Linked DNA regions of Sus scrofa: region 2 is linked to region 1. A link is a contact called in public HiChIP or PLAC-seq data. All regions are on one chromosome and are shown on one strand. The core of a region is the stretch at or near the end of the contact, and the rest is flanking DNA. Distances in the headings are between cores, read along the strand shown.

The links. HiChIP or PLAC-seq counts read pairs in DNA pulled down with a chosen protein or histone mark.
Region 2: a contact with region 1 is called in an H3K27ac HiChIP or PLAC-seq map of alveolar macrophages. The contact joins the promoter of MRPS7 here to the promoter of TMEM94 in region 1. A contact is called at or near these places in 1 of 5 promoter capture datasets (fetal liver) and 2 of 2 datasets of contacts at active chromatin or transcription factors (alveolar macrophages and skeletal muscle).

Annotation. Positions count from the first base shown.
Region 1 is chr12:5,904,033-5,907,642 of Sscrofa11.1, forward strand. It overlaps TMEM94 (transmembrane protein 94), which reads right to left and starts at 1,757. Exons shown (of 32, transcript XM_021066635.1): 1 at 1,216-1,757.
Region 2 is chr12:6,053,805-6,057,754 of Sscrofa11.1, forward strand. MRPS7 (28S ribosomal protein S7, mitochondrial) reads right to left here and starts at 1,865. Exons shown (of 5, transcript XM_003131206.5): 1 at 1,529-1,865; 2 at 822-1,013; 3 at 643-706; 4 at 101-268. The coding sequence starts at 1,611. GGA3 (ADP-ribosylation factor-binding protein GGA3) reads left to right here. Exons shown (of 18, transcript XM_021066652.1): 2 at 259-1,963. The coding sequence starts at 1,924.

The DNA.
Region 1 (3,610 bases), core at 507-3,006:
TTCCTAGTTGGATTCATTTCCTGTACCACCTCATTTTAACGCTCACAGCCACCCTGTAAGAAGCTGAGAGAAGTCAGGGAACTTGATTGTCTTAAATTCCACCAAGGAAACAACCAGCTCTGGCGGATAAAGAACTCAAGAATTCTGAACTTCAGAATTCCAGTCCTGGCCCCTGGTGGCCCTGGCCCTTTGTAACTCTCCCAACAGTTATTAGGTTCCACATCTGTAACAGAGAAAATGTTAAAATTCCCTCCCGATGCCCATCTTCTAAGACTATGCAGGGTCAACTGAACTGTCACCGCCGCTGAAACGAGTGTCTTGGATAAAGCATGAGAAAATGATCATCGTCCCCCCGGCACAAAAATCACATAGTAGAAGGAAAACAGATTCAAGGCAGAGCTCCCTCTTACTTTTCCCCAAGAGCCACACACGAAAAAGAGGGTGGGATGTAGCAACACGTGACCAAACCCATGCCCGCGCCAAAGCAGCCCGTGGTCACACACCAATGAAAGAGCAGGGTTTCCCTCGCTGCTGGCATTGGCAGGGACTCGTACCACCGCTCGCGAGGGATTCTAAGAACAGGACTTCAGCGGTGAGCAGCAGAGGAACAGAGCACCGCACAGAGATCAGTTTATGGGGTGGCAAACAATATTCCCCTGGTTGCTTCGAATGAGTCTTTAAACATTCTGGAAAGGCGGAAGAGGGCGTAAAAAAAGGCAGGGCACGCTCCAAACTGCTGAAGGTTGAAAAGCCCCTCCGGCTCCATCCACCTGGACACAGGGGACACGATCAGCACAAGGGCCCGGGCGGCAGAGGAGAGCGCGCGCAGGGGGAACAACCGTCGGAACTGGGGCCAGGATGGGGACTCCCGGAGATCTATAAATACACTGGACACCAGCGTCGGAAGCCCTCTGGGCCAGGGCCCAGCCACAGCAATCCTGGGGCAGGGAGTCTTTGTTGGCGGGAGGCTTCGATGTCTGACGCAGGACCCCCAAGGGGCCAAGCCAGGGCCGAGGGTAGGTGTGAGTATCTGGGGAAAGGAAATGGCCAAGAGTTGGAGGCAACGGCCTCCACCTAAGGGATCCCCTGAGGCCATTCCCTGGGTGCAGACCCCAGACTCCCCTCCGCTAAGCCAAGAATCCGGAAGCTGCGGAAGCCAAGCCCCACGCCCCTTTGCTCTCCGTGCTTCAGGGCCACGGGTCTTCACGTACTTACCAGGGCCCGGGGTGTCCTTCTTCGCCTGCGTCCTCTCCCCTCCCTGCCCCCTCCTCACTTCACATCCCCTCCTCCAAGGACTGCAGCCATGCCCGTTACTGGCAACTCCTAGGGGTCGGCTTTCCTTCTCAGACAACAGAGACGCCGGTCGCAAGCTAAAGTCCTGGATCCTGATTGGTCTAAATCAGAGACGGGCGGGGAGTTCTGGCTTCTTATTGGTTAGGAGGAGTGCTCGGCTGTAGCTGCATCCGCCCCTCTGAGAGCCGGGCGGAATTAAGTGCCAAGAGATGCCGGCGTGAGAGCGCGCTGCCACTATCCATCCTTGTGCGTTGCGCTCGGCCGTCTTCTGATCCGGAGATTCTACCAGAGGCGAAGGCGCGACTTTCCTCTCGATTAGTTTTCCCTCGGAGTTATCCTAAAAAGGTCGACTAGACCTCCTGCCCCCCGCCTTTCTTTCTTTTTAAAATAGGCCCTTTGCAGAGCTCCTGTGTCTCCTACTTTTAAGCTCCCTCCTCGTTGCTGGGTACAAATCCTTAGAGACACCTTGCTCAGAGACCTTGGAGGGAGTCCCTCAGGGACGAATACTGCTTCCAAACCAAAGCTGGAGAATCTAAGACAGTACTGCAGTTTTCTCCTCAGCTCGGCCGAACTCCAAAGGGAAAACAAGTTAAAAATTTTTTTCTAGATAATTAGAGAAATCGCCTGAGAGACCTCTCTTGGGAAAACAAAGCAACCCTGTGTCAGTATTTACTTCTGTTTTCCCAGAGATCTAAGTCTGGAGAGTTGGGGTTTTTGTTTTTTGTCTTTTAGTCTGTTTATAAAATTGGAAGAAGGTCATGGCTGGCCCTGGGAAGCAAAAGCCCCTTCCCCCTTTTAGTAATGAGTTTATGTAATTATAATCTCTCTTTCTTCTCAGCTGGACAAGAAGTTGCCATGTCGGGTACCTAATCTTCTGTTTGAACTGTTTACCAGTTGTCTAAGACTGGTAGAATCACGTCACTTTCCTGCATACAGAAATTTGCAGTTTATCTTAGCCAAAAGAAAAATTCACATCGCTCTACCGGAAATGCAAAGTCCCTCATAGGTTGTCCCAGACATGCATTTCTCAGCTTAACTCCCCACAACCCAAACTACAGAGATTTACCATCATTTCGTAAATACCTCTGGGACCCTCCCACCATTGCTCCTTTGCCCAAGAGGCTCCCTGTGCTTTGAAGGCTCTTTCTTACCGATAAAGCCAATGTTCAAATACACGCCCATGCTAAAGGCCTACCTCAAACAAGACCTCCCCTAAAGCCTTCCCTGACTTTGAGTCACTGAAATTCTCCCTACAGCACTGTACTTTTTTGTGTGTCTCCATTGCTGACTTTACAAAGTAAATATGCTTTCCACAGGACTGTTTCTGTAAGCGTTTAAACTCCTAAAGGCAGCGGGCTTATCCTGGCAGACCCCACAGCTCCTTGCTTGGAGCCTGGTACCCCGTAAATGTTTGCTGAACTGAACTAGTCAATTTCCTGTACCTTATGTCTTTTCACATCATCCCAAAAGGTTTATATGACTGCGTTCGGAAGGTTATTATTATTGTTGTTGTTGTCTTTTTAGGGCTGCACTCACGGCATATGGAGGTTCCTAGGCTGTGGGTTGAATCGGAGCAGTAGCTGCTGGCCTGCACCACAACCACAGCAACGCTGGATCCAAGCTGCGTCTGCGACCTGCACCACAGCTCACAGCAATGCCAGATCCTTAACCCACTGAGTAAGGCCAGGGATTGAACCTGTGTCCTCATGGATACTAGTCAGGTTCGTTAACCATTGAGCCACGGTGGGAACGCCTGCATTTGGAAGGTTGGCAGATGTAATGTAATCATCCTGCCCTGCTCCACGTTCTACCCATCTGGTCTCCTCTGGCCATACTTGTTTCTTTTTTTTTTTTTCCCCAGTGGTTCCTGTGGCATATGGAAGTCCCCAGGCCAGGGGTTGAACCCGCACCACAGCAGCAACCCAAGCTGTTGTGGAGATAATGGTAGGTCCTTAACCCACTGCGCCACAAGGAAACTCCCATCCTTGTTTCTTTTTCCTTTTTTTTTTTTTTTTTTTTTTTGGCCACGCCTGTGGCATGGGAAAGGTCCCAGGACAGGCATTGAATCCGCGCCACAGCAACGACCTGAGCCACAGCAATAACACCAGATCCCTAACCCATTGACCCACCAGGGAACTCCTGGCCATACTTGTTTCTCTGTTTCATTGGGTTTTATGAATATTAACCAACAAATTTAAACTAAGTGCCTACCAGTTTCAGGGGTTGTGTCCTTCTCCTACTAACCATCCCCTCTGTCAGTGCCCCCACCCAGCCAAAAGTAAAACTTCGCCTAAGAAGCCCTGGATCCAGAACATAC
Region 2 (3,950 bases), core at 615-3,114, 150 kb after region 1:
CTGGTCCCTAGAAAGCTATCAATCTTGGCCCTACCCCAGGCCCTCCCACCCCCACCTCGTTTCACAGGAGCAGCCCTGCCTTCCCGCCCTGACCACTCACCTGGTAGAAATGGCCACCCTTGAGGATGGGTACCAGCCCGATCACAGGCTCACAGTTTTTCAGGGCCTGGTGGAAGATGGTATAAGGGTTGCGTTCGATGGTTGCTTGTTCCTCAGCAGAGGCAGCGTGGTACTTGGCAAACTGCTTTCTCTTCACAGCTTCCAGTGTCTGCAATGAGAGACGACGGAAGAGGCTGCCCCGGGCTCCCTAAAGGGTCTTCCCAGCTGAGCTAGGATCTTGCCCTTTACTCCCGTCACACTGTTGTTCTCTAACTGTGCAGCTCCTCCCTCCGCACTGCTGAAACCAGGATCTTCAGTGTCTCCCTCTTCCCTGGACCAGGAAAGAAAGAGTGGGCTAAGATTTGGGATATGGGGATGAGGAATGGTAGCTGTTGACTCCTGCAGGACTTCATTAAAGCCCCACTCCCACACATGCATACAGGGAAGTTAATTTCAACGACAGCTACAGAATCCGTTTTTTTTTCATGCTAAAACGAAAGAGCCAAGTACAAAGCTACGGGGAAAAGCAGAGGGACTGTTTACCTGTGTCATGAGGGATCTGGCCAGTACTTTGTTTCCTCCTTTCATCATCATGTTGGTGAATTTACTTCAAGGAGAAAAGCAACATGTTTAGCCTCTCAAGGCCGTGTCAGGGAATCCTTACTATAGACCCTCCCTGGTAAAGTCCCGGTCCTTGGAAAAAAACTTTGTTTCCTTCTAACCTGATCACCGGGTCTTCAAACACAGAACTTGTTTTGGTCGCGGGGGCGGCTTTGATAAGTTGCGTCTTCTTGAAATCCCGCTCATACTTCTCCTCCTCCGTCTGCTCCGCCAACGGCTTGCGGTAATATTCCTTGTCAATCTGGGGATCCTTGTATTCAGGACCATAGCGGCTCCACCTCACCTGGGTTAGCCTGGAGGCGGGGAAGAGGAAGAGGAGGGCAAAAGCTGACTCCACAAGTGAAATAGCTTGACTTAACAATAGGCAAGGGTGCCAATCCGCCGACGAGTGAGAGCGGCGCGGAGACCGCTAGCCAAAGGTGAACCCCGATAATTCTGGTTCCCGTCCCAAGCAGGAGGAGAACTTTCCCCCAAACAGGCCAGGAAGTGCCAACGGTAAGGACGGGCCTGAAACTCGGGATAGGCGCCCCGCCTATGCATCTCTCCCCCTCCCTTCCAACAAAGAAAATCCCAGCTCTGCGTTCTTTAACAGGATCGCACTTTCGGCGCTAAGTTAGAACCCCTCGAGCGGGCGGGAAGTCACTATGTCTTCAGACTGACCCAAAATCACCCTGCTGGTTAAAGAGCCATGGAGCCGGACATCCCAGCCCCCTGGTTCCCGCGCGGCCTGTCTACGGCCCCTCTTCCTTTCCAGCAGGTCTCTCCGTGAAGACCCAAACGGCCTCCCAGCTACAGGCTGCCCTCTCACCCTGGAAACCGGAGGACGGCAATCCGCACGCCCAAGGCCGAGCACGACCACCCTCGCGCAGCCTTCACCGCGGGGGCAGCCATCTTGGCTGGCCACGAGGACCCCACAGAGACTGCCCTCGGTGCGCCTGAGCTGGTGACAGAAGTCCGGGAAAGGCTGCACAGGCTCCTAAACCTGGGCTTCACCCTATGGGGGCCTTAAGAGTCTCTCACACCGGGGTCTAAGGTGAAGAGTCAAAAGGAAACATTCGCGCTCCCATTATTCGCCGCAGCCTGGCGCAACCCTCGGTGGCGGCGCTCTCTCTTCTCAGGGCCCTATGCAGGCCCCGCCCCAGCTCAGCTCTTGCAGGTTCTCGCGAGGTTTGAGGCCGCGGGGCCGGCCCGGGCGGCTGCAATATGGCGGAGGCGGAAGGGGAGAGCCTGGAGTCCTGGCTGAGTGAGTAGCCCCGGTCGCTTGTGCCTGCCCTCAAGCCGCCGAGCCGCCCCTCTCCACACCCTTCTGCCCCTTCCCCGGGCCCCGCGGTGGCGCTGCATGGCAGCTGCGGCAGGCATCGCCTGCTCTGGGAGCGTCTCGCGATCACGCCCCTTCCCCGTCAGGACGCCCGGGCTCCTGCACCCTGTGCTGCGGCGCCTGCTCCCGCTTCCGCGCGCCGCGGCGTGAGCTCGGGTCCGGTCCGGGCCTCCTGGGCTTCGAGAAAGCTACAGCCAAGTGCTTCGGGCTGACAGGCATCCGGCGCTTTGGGGCAGCTGTGGTGGGGACGCGCGCGGCTTTTGACTCTGGGAACCCCTGCGCCTTCCTGACCAAGGGAAAAGCTCCGGATTTGGGCTGAAGCTTCGGAAGCGGCGGTGCCGATGAGCAAGCATAGCTTCAGAATTGTGAACCTGTATTCGAGGAGAAGTGACCTCCTCGCGCAGGCTGAATGTTTGAAGTGAGAATCTAAAGTGAGAGAGAAAACAGGGCTTTACCTTTTTCCTGCAGTGACCAAAATATGGTGAAAGCTGTGTTCCCCACCCCCGCCCTGCATATCTTAAGGAGTCCTTCGTTGATAACCTATACTGAGCAAACCTGAGAGGCGCTGCCTGATGCTGTAATTATAGCGGCCTATTGCTATGATTGCTAATGCATATTGCTGTTAAAGAAATAACGGTTTAACTCTAGCAGGTAGTATTTGGCTCAAGGGTTAATATTATTTTATCTGTGGGTTAGAGGAGGCACCTGGAGGTCTCTTTCAGTGAAGACAAATTGAACAGGGTGATAAGGCAGCAGGCTAGATGCTTAGACAGTGCCTTGTGCGGAGATCTGTTATTTACTAGAGCCTCCAGGCTCTTGGAGGTGATGGCTCTTTCCTCCAATTGCCTGACTTTTCTTTTTTTCTTTTTGGCCGACCCGCGGCACATGGGGATCCCAGGCCAGGGATCAGATACGAGCCACAGCCAAGAGCCACAGCTGCGGCAACACCGGTTCCTTAACCCACTGTGCTGGGGATCCAACCGGTGTCCCACCGCTCCCAAGACACCACTGATGCCATTGTGCCAGAGCGGGAGCTCCTTGCCTGCCTTTACTTAATAAAACCCTGTTCAGGTGATTGAACTTAGGTTACATGAGCGAAATCTGCAGTTGCAGGGAGGTCACAAAGTCTTCGGTATATATGGAACTGTTCTCCAAGGAGCTAAGAGTGCTCCAAAGACATTCATTTAATTCATTTGTCAAGTATCCTAGCAAGCAGGTACTATCACAGTGTCACAAAAAGAGGACACCCTGACTCTAGTCAATTCACTTGCCCAGAGCCACCCAACCAGATAATAAGCACATTGGAATTGGTTCCATTCACAGATATTAATGAGGACATTGGAGTAATTTAAATGACCTGAGCTGAGTTTCATAGGCTAGGTTTAGAGTTATAGTTGGAAAGAAGAGACATAAATCTGTTTCTGAGGAAGAGTAGAAATGATGAGGGGGTAGGGGAGGGTATCTGTAGAGCTGAGACTGGCTTTTGACCCTTTCCTGATTCTTAGAGTGATATTTGGGGTAGTGTTAAGAGGATTCCATTCTTACCCTCTGTCCACCTTCACAGTTCTAAACTGTACCAATCGAATAGATCATTGCTTGGAGTGCAGCACCATCTTTTTTTTTTTTTTTTGCTTGTAAAAAACATTTCTTAAAATCCACAGTTGTTTATTTTCTTCTCACCATTCCACAAGCATCCGTCCAGCTACCTGTCAACTGATTAAGTTGCGTTGACTGCTGCTGATAAATGCCTTTGAAATCTTCAAGATAACAGAACATCTGCCTTTTCTTAAGGCATGTTCCATGCCTTGTAGCCAGCCCCCTCTTCACACCTTTATAAAAACAGTCCCCAAAATCTGCACCCCAAGCAAGCCATCCATAGATAATACCAGGAACCTACAAGGGAAATCATGCT